Regions from separate parts of the Rattus norvegicus genome. Here regions 1 and 3 are each linked to region 2. A link is a contact called in public Hi-C data. All regions are on one chromosome and are shown on one strand. Each heading gives the region's core, a stretch centred on a gene start, on an enhancer-like site or on the middle of the called end of the contact. The rest is flanking DNA. Distances are from core to core; before and after follow the strand shown.

Region 1 (3,792 bases), core at 80-2,579, 310 kb after region 2:
AAAAAAAGTGAAATAAATATTAGCCGACTATGCATTTAGCATCATATTTCTAGTCTCATACACATGAATGGGTTTGAAACAATTATGTGAAACTACTTTAAATTTTTAAAGAAAACAATCAAGATACATTTAGAACATGAAATAATAGACTCAAGAAACCATGCTGTTTCTGGTAAGTTCCTTGACTTGTTATTTTCCTCTTTGCTAAACTTACCTGAAAAGCCTGGAAAAAACCCGGAGAAAATGTCAAGTGAAGAACAAGAATAAGCAATGGCAAATGCAATATATCATGCAAATGTACCAGATTTAAACGACATATGGTAAACACTACGAAAAAGGGTTGCAAGATGTCAACACACATCTGTTTTTATGAAGCAGCATTCAAACAGAAATGTAGCCTGTCCTACCAACCTAATCTACTCAACCCTTTCAACAAATCAGTTCTATGAAACAAGTATATTCTTCAGTAGGCTTTGCGTAAAAGATTCCAGAGATGATAACAAATTTAAGACACGGGGAAGGGGGCGGGGCAGAGTGCAGAACTATCTGAATATCAAGGACTGTCATTCCTTTGAATCAACAGGCATCCTTAACATGCACTCTTTAGAGCCACACCACTTTAAGATTTAAAGAGATGAGTAGTCAGGCGGCAGAAAAGAGGGCAATACCTTCAGCTTTTTCTAAAGAAACCTTTCTTTAAAACGCTAAAAAGTTTTGTGGGTTAGTCCCAGCTTTAAGTTACCCGGGGTTGGAAGGAGGGTGTTCTAAGATACCACCAGAGGATCCTACAAGCTAATTCCCCCCCCCCTTTTTTTTTTCCATCAGTAATCATTTAGGGTAAAAGCATGTAGGGAGTCCATGGTCATCTGGAAATGAGGTGCTGGGCAGAGTGGAGTTAGGAATCTTGGGTCTTAAGGCGGGCTTAGTGCACAGCTCTTAAGACGTCTCCATCCAAGTTTCCTCCCCCAGTTTTCCTCCCTGTCAGAACAGGCTATCCTGACCATGCTTGTGAAGAGGAAAGGGAAAAAGGAAATGGGTGTGGGTGCTTCTGGAGTCCCACCCCAAGTTTTCCCTAGAATGCCCCCACATCTTTATTCTGAACCGACCTAAAAGCTGGTCCAGGGCTGGGAGCCCGGTTGACACCAGCAGTTGTCCATTCCGCACCGACGGTCGCGTGCCTGCGATGGACAGCAGCCGGGGACCCCCTCCGGGGGCCCCAGAAGCCTTGCCTCTCCTCTGGAAGCTAGAGGTGCGGCTCTGGCCCGCCTCGGAAGCCACACATTCGGAGCTGAGGGTACCCGCGCCGCAGGTGGCTGCCGCCGCCATCTTGAAGCCCCTAAAATGACCCAATCGGAACTCTGGGAACTCGAGCGGTCGGCCTGTCAGAGTCAGCCCCAAAATCCCGCCTACTCACCATTGGTAGCCAATAGAACTGAGATTTCCTTGCTGACCAACCAATCGCAAAGCCTATTGCTGAAAAGTGCGGTACGTAAAGCCGGAGGATTGTAAGCGGCCCAGGTGAACCCGGTCCATCTGAGTTCTGGGTGAGGAACTTCTGTTGGTGTTTGGGGCCGCAGGTGGGTACTGTCCTTTGGCATTCATGGTTTGCGAGTTCACTAGGAGTTAAAAGAAAAGGGCGGAGAAGCGATTCGCCCGCAGGGCTTCTTAAGCCACTGCGATTTGGCGCTCGCTTCTTCCCTGCTCTTTAGCAAAGAGGAGAGACTCCTCTCTAATCTCTCTGGTTTCTAAGGAAAGTTATCCCTCAGCCCCACCACCCTCACCACTGCCCCTCCTAGAGACCGAGTTTTCCCGAAGGGTTGTGTTGTCTGGAAAGGGGTATCAGTGACTTCAGTGGCTGGTGAGCTCTTGGGCTTAAGTCAGAGTTCAGGGTTACGTGGGTTTAATAGTCAACTTAATACTTTAAAACTTCCGTTCATGAGCTTTGAGACCATTGGGCTTTCTTCCCAGGTCTCACAGACTATAGCTTTCTGACAAGTCCCCGTGAGCAGCTTTTCTTAATTTTAATTAGTGTTTCTGGAAATCTCGGAGGGTCTTTCCTAAGCAGTGTGAATGACAAGTGTTACTCTGACAACCTTGTTCACACATTTAATTGTCACTTCTCCAAAGCAGCTGCAAATAACAGAAACTAATCGAAGTTTCTCTCCCACTAAATCTGAGTAGAATTAGATTTATTTGTACCTTATTTTTCTAGTAATTTGAAATCTGAATGAAGAGGGTTCCTACTATACTATGAGGGTTTTTTTTTTTTTTGTGGCAGAAAAAAGAACCATAATTCAGAGCTGTTTTTAAATATTTTTTTTTCATATGAGAACTGGAGGAAGAATTGATTAAGTGATTTTTAGAAGACATACAAGATAGGCAGTGTTTGAACTAAAAAGAGACCGAAGTCAGTACCAACTGCCAACAGTGGTGGATGATACATGGATTGATTGATTGATTCATTCATTCATTCATTCACTCATTCATTTTGAGACAGTCTCATTTTGTAACCCTGTTTGGCCTATAACTCACAGAAGTCTGCCTTTGCCTTCTGTCACTGAGACTTACAGGTGAATTCATCACAACACTTTATATTTTTTCTTTCCCTTTCTCTCCCCCCCCCCCTTTTTTTTTGCATCATATTCAGGCTTGGGCTGGAGCCTGTAATCCTAAAGAGTTGGAGAAGGAGAATCAGGTGTTCAGGGTTCACATCAGCAAAACAAACAATAATAAAAAAATCAAAACAGATAATAAATAATCATATCGGGGGTGGGGGAGGAAAGCAACAAACCTTGTGGTTTAACAACATATCAACCAGAAAGATTTGAAGAAGGTTGCTTGGTGTCATTTCAAATATGTCACCAGTGTGTACGGTGCATACCTTTATATTTTGAGACACCCAGATAACTGCCAAGCACTTGCTTAAACCCAGACTGGATTTTTATACAATCTTGTCCGTTTTATTAAAATGGTAGATTCTTTCTCTAATAGCAAATAAAGAATTCCTATTTGATTCCCAGTCTTCATAGTTTAGATGTCAAGCTCCTTTTAGGCAGATAATATATTTTGTTTCATTTGATTATCCTTCATTATTCCCAGTGAAGACTAACACCAGTTGGAGTCACAGCAGGAAATATGAAAAATAATCTCAAGTTTGTGTTTGGTCTTGAGTGGATTTCTCTGAGACCAAATAGTAAATAATTTAGGTGTGGCAGACAATAAAGCCTCTCTTTATTCTACTCCTTTCTTTCATGAGCAAACCATGAGATCTGACATTAATGATTAAGCACAGCTATGCTAAAAGCTGAAATTTAGTTTCAAATAGTTTTTATATGTTACAGCATGGTCTTTCTTTTCCCTTGAGCCATTTAAAAGTCAGTTATGTGGCACTTCTTTATGTTGCCCCACAAAAGTAAATGGCAGCTGGAGGTTTACACAGTTGACAGGCTGTGTGATGGACTCTTCTACCTTTCTCTGTTCAATATACTTTATATTCTAAAATCCTTCAAGGTCTCTGGTATGGTCATGCTCCTCACTGTCTTCAGTGTTTACTTATATTAGTTTAAAAACATACTTTTATTTGGGAGCAATTTGTGAAGAAGTATTATAGAGCTTCTCATTTTGAACCAGACTCTCCTGTAGGCATGATACTGGGAAGAGAAGTGTGTTCCACATACAGTCTCTTTTAAAGCAACACCCCACCTCCCGTTGCCAAGAATTTCCTAGGACTGCCGTAACGACCTGACATAAACTTGGCTGCTTTGCAGAAAACTTACTTTTTCAGAGCCTCAG
Region 2 (3,860 bases), core at 287-2,786:
ATCCTGGGCTCTTTGAATCCCTGTCTCAAAATAAAACAAACAACAACACAGAGAACACTCAGAAATATGCATCAAAATTTAGCCATGAGGAAGTGTGTGATAATATATGTGAGAGGAAAGAAGGAGGAAAGAAAATCAAGAATATGACAATTAGGGGTTGGTTAAATAATATCATTTCAGCTGTAATCTGCAAACGTCATCATTTAAAATGTTATGGTACAGGTATGTGTTTAATGGCATTTAAACATCCTTGAGTCATATTAGCTGGGGGCAGGATCAAGTCACAAAGAAGTATGCTCTCTAGTGACCCAGTTTCTGTTAAGACACAGTAGAACGCATTGTCTAGACAGAAAGGCGTCCAGGTGATATACTCCCTTCCCCTCTCATGTCCAGTGCTACTGTGACTTTCTAGGATTGTGTGCCTAGTGTTTGCTGAGTGGTTTATTGAATGCCTAAGTGCACTATTCTAAACTTTCGTGAGAAACCATTGCTATCGCCACAGCCCGCATCTGGTAGAGGAATGAGGAGAGGCCAGAGCTCCACACACTGATGCACACGGCCCTTTCCCATTCCTGGACCAACAATTGGCCCACACTTTTTACGGGCAAGGTTATTTATTTTCCAATCAGAGGCATTGAGTAGGGACTTCTAGGGGTAAACTGGTAGCTCTGGGCAGCTTTGAAGCATCACAAGAGGGAGGTTTTGTAGCCTGAAGATTTAGGAGGGCAGGCCCTCTGGACTGTTTTACTGGCTTCTTTTACATATGTATAGCTGAGAGCGGGTGGGGCCACTGCTTGCTGGGGACAGGACCTCCCCAAAGCTGAGAGCCACAGAAACCAGGGCGATGCTGGAAACTTCTCAAACATCAGCCCTTTGCCCCCAACCTAAACCATATCCCCAACATCCATCCCTTCCTTTCTTCCAAGTAAAATTCAGAGGTGGGAAGCATGGCTCCCAGTAGCAGAGGCGGGCAGCAAACATAGGCAAATTATTTAATTTCTACCAATAAGTTTAAGTAACTACTGTGCTCTTTACAGTTGCTATTTCATGTTAAGAGAGCATTAGAAGGCATTAAACACCTGGTTACTGTCCCTACGAAATGCTAGCTCATTCAATAATAACTTCCTGATCTCCTTCCCTCCTTCCTCTCCTTCCTTTCCTCTTTCCTTCCTCTTCTGTCCTGTCTTTGCTTGCTAGCTTGTCTCCTGCCTTCCTTGGCTGCAGCTAGGAGAGAGATCCTAGCACCAGCAGACACCTCTCTCCCCACCAGTTCCCTAGCTCTCCCCGCTCCCAATTTCCTAATCCCCTTAGTTGTACAGACACAGCAGCAGCAGCAGCAGCAGCAGCAGCAGTAGTGGCAGCAGCAGCAGTCGCTCTAAATGTAGTGTGTATTGTGACTCTGGCTTTACGTTTGCCTGACTCAGGCCCTGGTGCAGGGACCAGGGACAAATTGGACGCAGAGTGTAAATGTTACCACTTTGGCTCCTCCTCAAGAGGCGCTAAGCACAGATGTTTGCAGGGGCAAGCAGGGCCCTCTAAGAATGGGGGCATTGTGTGCGGCCTCACACAAAGGCCCAGTGGCCCCACTCGGCTGCCAACCTCCCGAGCATCCCCTCTTTACGCATTGATTTATTAGGCTAGGGATGAATGAAAACGTAATTAATATTACTGAAGCATTAGAGTCTATTTAATTTAAATGCCACTGAATATTTCACTTTCAGCTGGGAGTGACAATGTGCTCGGGCCCGGCTGGTGAAAGCCGGGGCCATCTGTTACCCCGGTGAGGGAAAGAGACAGAGGAGGCCTAGAGTGTGGGGGCTTTGTGGACATTCCAAAGGTCCTCGATCATCATTCATCTCAAGGGCAGCCAAACCGCATTCCTCCGCACGAGCCCTCCGCCGGAGGGGCCTCGGTGACCAGCCAGGAAGCTGCCGAGAACCAGGAGCCCTGCGCTGCCCGCTGCCCTTTGGGAGGCAGGAACTGAGGAGTAGAAAAGCCACAGGTGCAGGCTCCTGAGGAATCGCTGCCTTCGGGAAGACCGCAGTCAAGCAGGTGCTGTCCAGCAAAGGTCGCAGTTAGCCCCGCGTGGCTCTTTCGATTAAAACCCAATACAAAGAAAAAGTCAATCCCACAATTCAACCCTTCACGATCGTTATGCTAGATAGCTACATGTGGCTAATAAATACTGCCTGAATATGCCAGTAGATGGTCATTTCCATTGTCACAGAAAGTTCTGGATGGTATTGTTCTAGTACCTCTATAGTTACAGGGAGAGTCACTCCAGAAAAATCTACCTGAAGAATCCTGATTGATTGATGCTTGGGTTGTCTGAGCCTCCGGGGATCTTGTACTGGTCAAGATCGATGATGCTGAGAGATCACAAGAGTTCAAAGCCAACTGCAGCCATTGCCCTTGAACCAATCGATTACTGTAAAGTCCCCATCTCCACTCGGACCCTTCCATCAAAAAGAGTGAGTATAACAAAACCAATTATGTTATTGAGAAAATAATTATAAAAACTACATAGAGCTACTTCTGTGGCAAAGTCTAAAGGGAAGAACGAACTTGGACTCCAGGAGAGCTATTGCCTTAGCGTGTCTAAGTGGAAGGAGCGCGTAGGTTTTGAATTGGAGAGAATAAATCTCCAGGTAGCCAGCTGGGCCTAGATCCTGACTTCCTGGGTTGGAAGAGGCTGAGGGGGGTGGGGTGGGGGGATCCTGAGCACTTGGTGCAGGCGCAGCAGGAGGAGCAGGAGGGGGATGTTCTGTCCTTAGTGGGATGATAATTAGCCCAGTGGGTTCTCTCATAATTGGGATCATTTGTTCTCCTGGCCTTTCCTCTGACAAACTGATTCCACGCCAGGGGAAAGCTGTGTGACTCACACCTTGCCATGCCAATTAGCTGATAAACATCAAACATAAACAAAGATGGCCTAATTAAAACTAGTCACTGAACCTCCGTGAGCATCTTGTCAAAACTGCACCAACTCTCTGCACCCAGGCTTCTGCAGACCTTGGGAGCTAAATGAGGGACTCCGGGGAGGAGCTGCAGATGTCTGGGGGGTACCCAGAGGGACTAAGGGAAGCAGGCAGAAGGCAGGAGAAGGCATTTTAGCTCAGCCACTTGGATTGTCTCTCCCCTCTGCTTCTCCAGCTACAAACCCCTTCCTTTACTCCAAGTGTCTCCACATAGACACGGGCCATGTCTGCACCGTACTTCTGCGTGACGGAATACATTGCAAGGTTTGGTTTTGTCTCCAAGGATGGTTTCTGGTGGGACATCGTTTTTACACTTTTGAATATGTCTAATCCTGAAGTTCTCAGATCTGTCAGTGAGCTCCGTGATTCAATATTCCTCCTGAAAAGGGGTCAGAGGACTGACCCAGTTTACCACCCAATATTGTGGTAAGACTCAAATGAGCCTACCCGCACCTATGTACATATCCTTCGCTCTCTCCTTTGATTCTTTCTCTTCATCACTGAAGCCCGATTTCCTGTAACTTACCTGGAGGCTCCTCAGACACAGTAGGCAGTATTTTTATTTCCCTCTAGGAAATAACTTCAGCAGCTCATTGAAACTTCCTCAACTCTTAAGCTCTGGCTCAAATCTCAATGAAGACTTTTCCACCACCCCATCTCTACCTCTTACAATAACTGCATAGGCCAGTGTATCTTGTCTATGCAGTGATGCCTGAACGCCTGACTTCATAGATGGCTATGTGTCAGGGATTCATACCAGATCCTCAAGAATTCAAAGTACGGCAGATCGGAAGCCAGACTTGCAGATTATTTTATGTCTTTGCAAGTTACTGGGTGCTTAGTTGAAAGCATAATTTTCCCCCTTCCCTGCTCCCAGATTAC
Region 3 (4,050 bases), core at 1,050-3,549, 500 kb after region 2:
TTTAACTTGTATATTTCAGGATCCAGAGTATGGTTGGATTAATGTGTTTGACTAAATTAAACTAGATTTTGCCTTTTAATTTCTATGCATTCATTCTATACTTGTGTATTTATTTATACACACACACACACGTGTGTGTGTGTGTGTGTGTGTGTGTGTGTGTGTGTGTGTGTGAAGACGTATAATTTTGTAATTAATTTTGGGACATTTGGTTTACTTAAAAAAGGATTTATATTGTAAACAGAATGTTGCAATTTTGATAATTACAAGAAAAAGTTGTAACATTTAAAAAAATCTTCCAACATACACTTAAGTGACGTCAACCTTTGTGTCAAGTAAGGGTGGGTTTATATTGTGAACTTGGAGGTTCCATTTTAGAACTTGGCTCATTATCTCAGGCCACTGGCCGCTGATAAATGAATATTTTGAAAGCATCTCACTATTCACTGCACACAGAAAAACTGGAGGGAGATGGGGCTTGAGATGACAGGCTCAGTGTTCACACAGCACCTCCTGCCGTCTGCTCGGAGAAGAGCAACACACGATGGGCAGAGGAAAGTTCACCAAAGCTCTCAGGACCTCTTAGCATGCCTCAGGCTTTTTAAGGAAAAGCGTACTTAGTCTGCTTTTTAATTAATTACAGTGAATCAGAGAGGATTAATAACTACTATAGACAATTTGACTACAAATCCAGACTTTTTCAATGTCCTATTAGACCAAAACCGGTGTAAGGAATATTTTATTCTTTTAATTATTTAATACTTAAAAGTTAATGTTCAACATATAATGATTTCATTAAATAAATGAAAGATTTGCCAAATTAAATTTGTTCCTTTGTACTTGTGTTCCATTTACTGAAGGGTTTAAAGTTGTTTCGTGTTAAAAAAAAAAGCAAGTGGCTCTTTTCTAATGCAACAAAAGCACCATTTTAATAAAAGCTGAAGATAAGCACTTTCTAAGTTTTAGTGAAAGTGAGGGTTGGCAAGACAGAAGATATCGGGACAGTAAGGGCCAAGACCTCTTATTTCTGCCACTCTAAAGAATGCTAAATAAATGTTAAATTCCAGTGCAGTACACTGTGCCAAGAATGCCTTGAGAATTGCTGCTTTCATTTAAAGAGCTCTTTGTCAAAATTACAAGTATAATTTATTAAATCTTAAATGTAAATATGAACAAAATTTTACATTTTTAATTTGTTCCAGGCTGTCCGTCTAAACTCTGTAAGAATCTCAATCTTATCCTAAGTTTAAGAATCCCTAAGAAGCTAGCTTCTTTGCTATTTTCCCTCCAGCTCTATTACTGCGTTGTAACCGTGTTAAACGTCACACTATATGTAAGTCAGAGTACAGGGATGAAGGCAAGGAGGCATGCCATAAATTTGCAAAAATTTCTATTTCTTTAGTCACACATGTTTAATTATATGCATGTTGTGTCCCCTTTCCATGGCTTTAAAAACTCACTGTAGAGGTACTGTGACAATACCACCTTCAGCCATTGGTAAGCCTGGCAGTATCTTTATCTTAAGAGGAGGGGTTCCTATCCAGGTCCCCCTCGGCATTAATAAGCTTTATTTGAGCTGCATTACGTCACACAACCATCCAGAAAGCCATTTCTCTTTAGTTTTCTGTCTCACCCTGTTCGGGAATCACTAGACAGGTGAAACGTGGATGAGGGTGGCTCTTGTTTTGTTAACAAATCTTAAGGTTATAAGATTGTAGGACCATTACATCTTGACATCAGTTTGGTATATTCTACTTCTGACATCTCGTACGAAAACCGTATTGTTTTGCTGTCTGTCAAACTCTAGCGGGTTTAAAAATTCTACAAGCCCAAAGGAACTTCTCTCAAACAAATTGTTACACTCTAACTTTAAATGAAAAGTCAGGGCCACTGGTTTTGTATTTATGAGCCTACTAATTTTTTTCTTTCATTTTAAACTTTAACTTGGCTATTAGAGCATGTGGCTGAATTAAGCACGTTACTTTGCAGTGATCTTAAATATGTACTGCTTCATGAGTCTTCGAATGAGATATTATATTTAGGACAACTTAAAGCCAACTCACTCTTACATTTATCACGTGTATTTTCTTAAGAGTGGAAGCATCTTGGAAATCGCTGAGAGCTAAGCAGTGTCTGTTTAATTGGTAATCTTTGAAAGAGCATAACCGTTTCTCTATGAAATGCAGCTAACACTTTCATGAGGACCAGCTCCAGCTCATTAGCATTCTTGTTCCGTACTGGTGCTGTTGGTGGGGGTGTTGGAGTAGGAATGCCATTGTGTCGAGTTCCAGTGTTTGGGGACAAACACTGCTGTGGAAGGAACGTGTGAAAAGGCCACAGTCCTGTCAGTGAATGAGCAAGGCTGTGCTTTCTGTGTGCTTCAAGCAGGGAAGCTGTCATTCATGGCTAACACAGCCAAACGGAGGCCAAAACACAAGGCTGCAGCACCTTTTAAAATGATATTAGTGATTTTTAAACACGATCTTCTTTATTTATGATCCTACACAAAGCTTTAGTTGCTGTCAGTAAACAAAATATGTCAGTCTGTTCGGAAATACTGTAAAAATGAAAGAAAAAAAAAGTCCATGGAAGTGTGCCAGGCAGTTACAGTGATTAGGGCTTGGAAGAGCTGATGGGCAGTGTGAGGTACAGACATGATTTGAGGGGAGCTTCTTCTCTGGAAGCCGCTTGTCTTCCCGATTAGACACTTCTTCGATTTTTCTGCTCCTAAAAACTAACAAAATTCCTAGAGATTTTGACATAATTAATACGTAGCAATTTATTTTTATTAAAAACATCAGTTTTGGGGAAGGTTCATAAACTCTCGCTTTTAATCATTTAAAGCTGTTTACGACCCATCTCCGTTGTTAGAGCCTCTGCAGTCACGCATGAGTGTCAGACAGGAAGCAAAGAAATGGCTGCACCACCCCCACTGGCCACCTTCACCCTGGGCTTGTGGTTTCTGCTTTACTCTGTAACTTCGAGATACAGTGGGGCTCTCAGTCCTCCTCCTACATTTATAGCACTTTGGAAGAGAATGATCAACTTGGAGTGAAATTTTAGCTTATGTAAAACAAAATGAAAATTAAAAAGAACCCTCAAACAGGTCTTAGGCTCTGGAGGCTTTCCCTAAACTTCACCTGAAGAGTTGAAAAACATCAACAGTTTGCTTTTATGTCTGAAGGTTCAGAAAAATACTTTTTTTTTTAGTTTGATTCTGAAAATGAGTTCTCAGGTTATTTATTTAACTCACTACCTAGTCAAGTTGAGAGCTACATGGTTTTGGTCTGAGTAATTAAGTATTTTTGTACGTAGTTTTTTGTTTGTTTGGTAGGTTGATTGTTTTTATCAGTGTATTTACATGCAATTTTTAAAGTTTAATATGCAATACACTAGGTTGAGAAATCCAAACATTTAATTTCTACTTAAAAACTCAGATTTCACTGTTTAAATTGCAATGACATTGTGGGTTTGCTTTATGGCCATACTATTAAAGGAAGAAATAATTAGATAATATCAGTATGTGCAGGTTTCACAGTTCAAAATTGAAACATATTTTGTTAATATTCCAATTAAGATTTGCACAATTTTTAGATTTAAAAAGATGTATGAGCTAAAAACAAATGACTTTACCCATACTTTCGATATGTTTCTTAATTAGATATTAAATATAACAATATTATCCTTATCAGAAATGATTTGATTCAAAATAATCTTTGAATTGCTTTAGTGGTGACAGAAATTTGTTCATCGCAGAGAGGAAAATTTAATATTTTATTTTCGTAAGGGTGTTTGAGAGTATTTTAGAGCCTATGCTTTAGGTCATTTGAAAATATTTGTTAGTTGCTATTGCTAAGAGATTAAGCATTTCCCTTCGGTTCTTTCTATGTACTGGGCACAGCAAATGAAATGGAGGCTTTTCTTGAGTTAGCCTTTTTAGGATTAAACTTAAAAATCTTTGGCTTATGAACAGCCTTCTTAATGTCCTTTGACATCTCTGGGGTAGTTTCTAACCCATAAACGTGTGGCCTTTGTGATTCTGAGAACAGA

What was found. Hi-C and Micro-C count contacts between places; a contact is called where the count stands out from the background.
Region 1: a contact with region 2 is called in a Hi-C map of Schwann cells, with 2.6 times the contacts expected there. The contact joins the promoter of Elp4 here to the enhancer-like site in region 2. A contact is called at or near these places in 3 of 12 Hi-C or Micro-C datasets (the A7r5 cell line, Schwann cells and frontal cortex).
Region 3: a contact with region 2 is called in a Hi-C map of Schwann cells, with 6 times the contacts expected there. The contact joins two enhancer-like sites. A contact is called at or near these places in 7 of 12 Hi-C or Micro-C datasets (the A7r5 cell line, the Rat2 cell line, Schwann cells and 4 more).

What each region holds. Positions count from the first base shown.
Region 1 is chr3:112,838,634-112,842,425 of GRCr8, forward strand. It overlaps Elp4 (elongator acetyltransferase complex subunit 4), which reads right to left and starts at 1,330. Exons shown (of 10, transcript NM_001115047.2): 1 at 1,107-1,330. The coding sequence starts at 1,326. Immp1l (inner mitochondrial membrane peptidase subunit 1) reads left to right here and starts at 1,506. Exons shown (of 7, transcript NM_001399642.1): 1 at 1,506-1,577.
Region 2 is chr3:112,525,860-112,529,719 of GRCr8, forward strand. No RefSeq gene overlaps it. Among named protein-coding and RNA genes, the nearest start is that of Pax6, 63 kb to the right of the region's middle. Within about 2 kb of position 1,537, at least 9 of the 93 cell types and tissues checked have an H3K27ac peak or open chromatin away from gene starts, as enhancers often do. A contact at or near this core is called in Schwann cells, where this site is marked.
Region 3 is chr3:113,022,997-113,027,046 of GRCr8, forward strand. It overlaps the pseudogene Dcdc1-ps1. Among named protein-coding and RNA genes, the nearest start is that of Dcdc1, 47 kb to the left of the region's middle. Within about 2 kb of position 2,300, at least 11 of the 93 cell types and tissues checked have an H3K27ac peak or open chromatin away from gene starts, as enhancers often do. A contact at or near this core is called in Schwann cells, where this site is marked.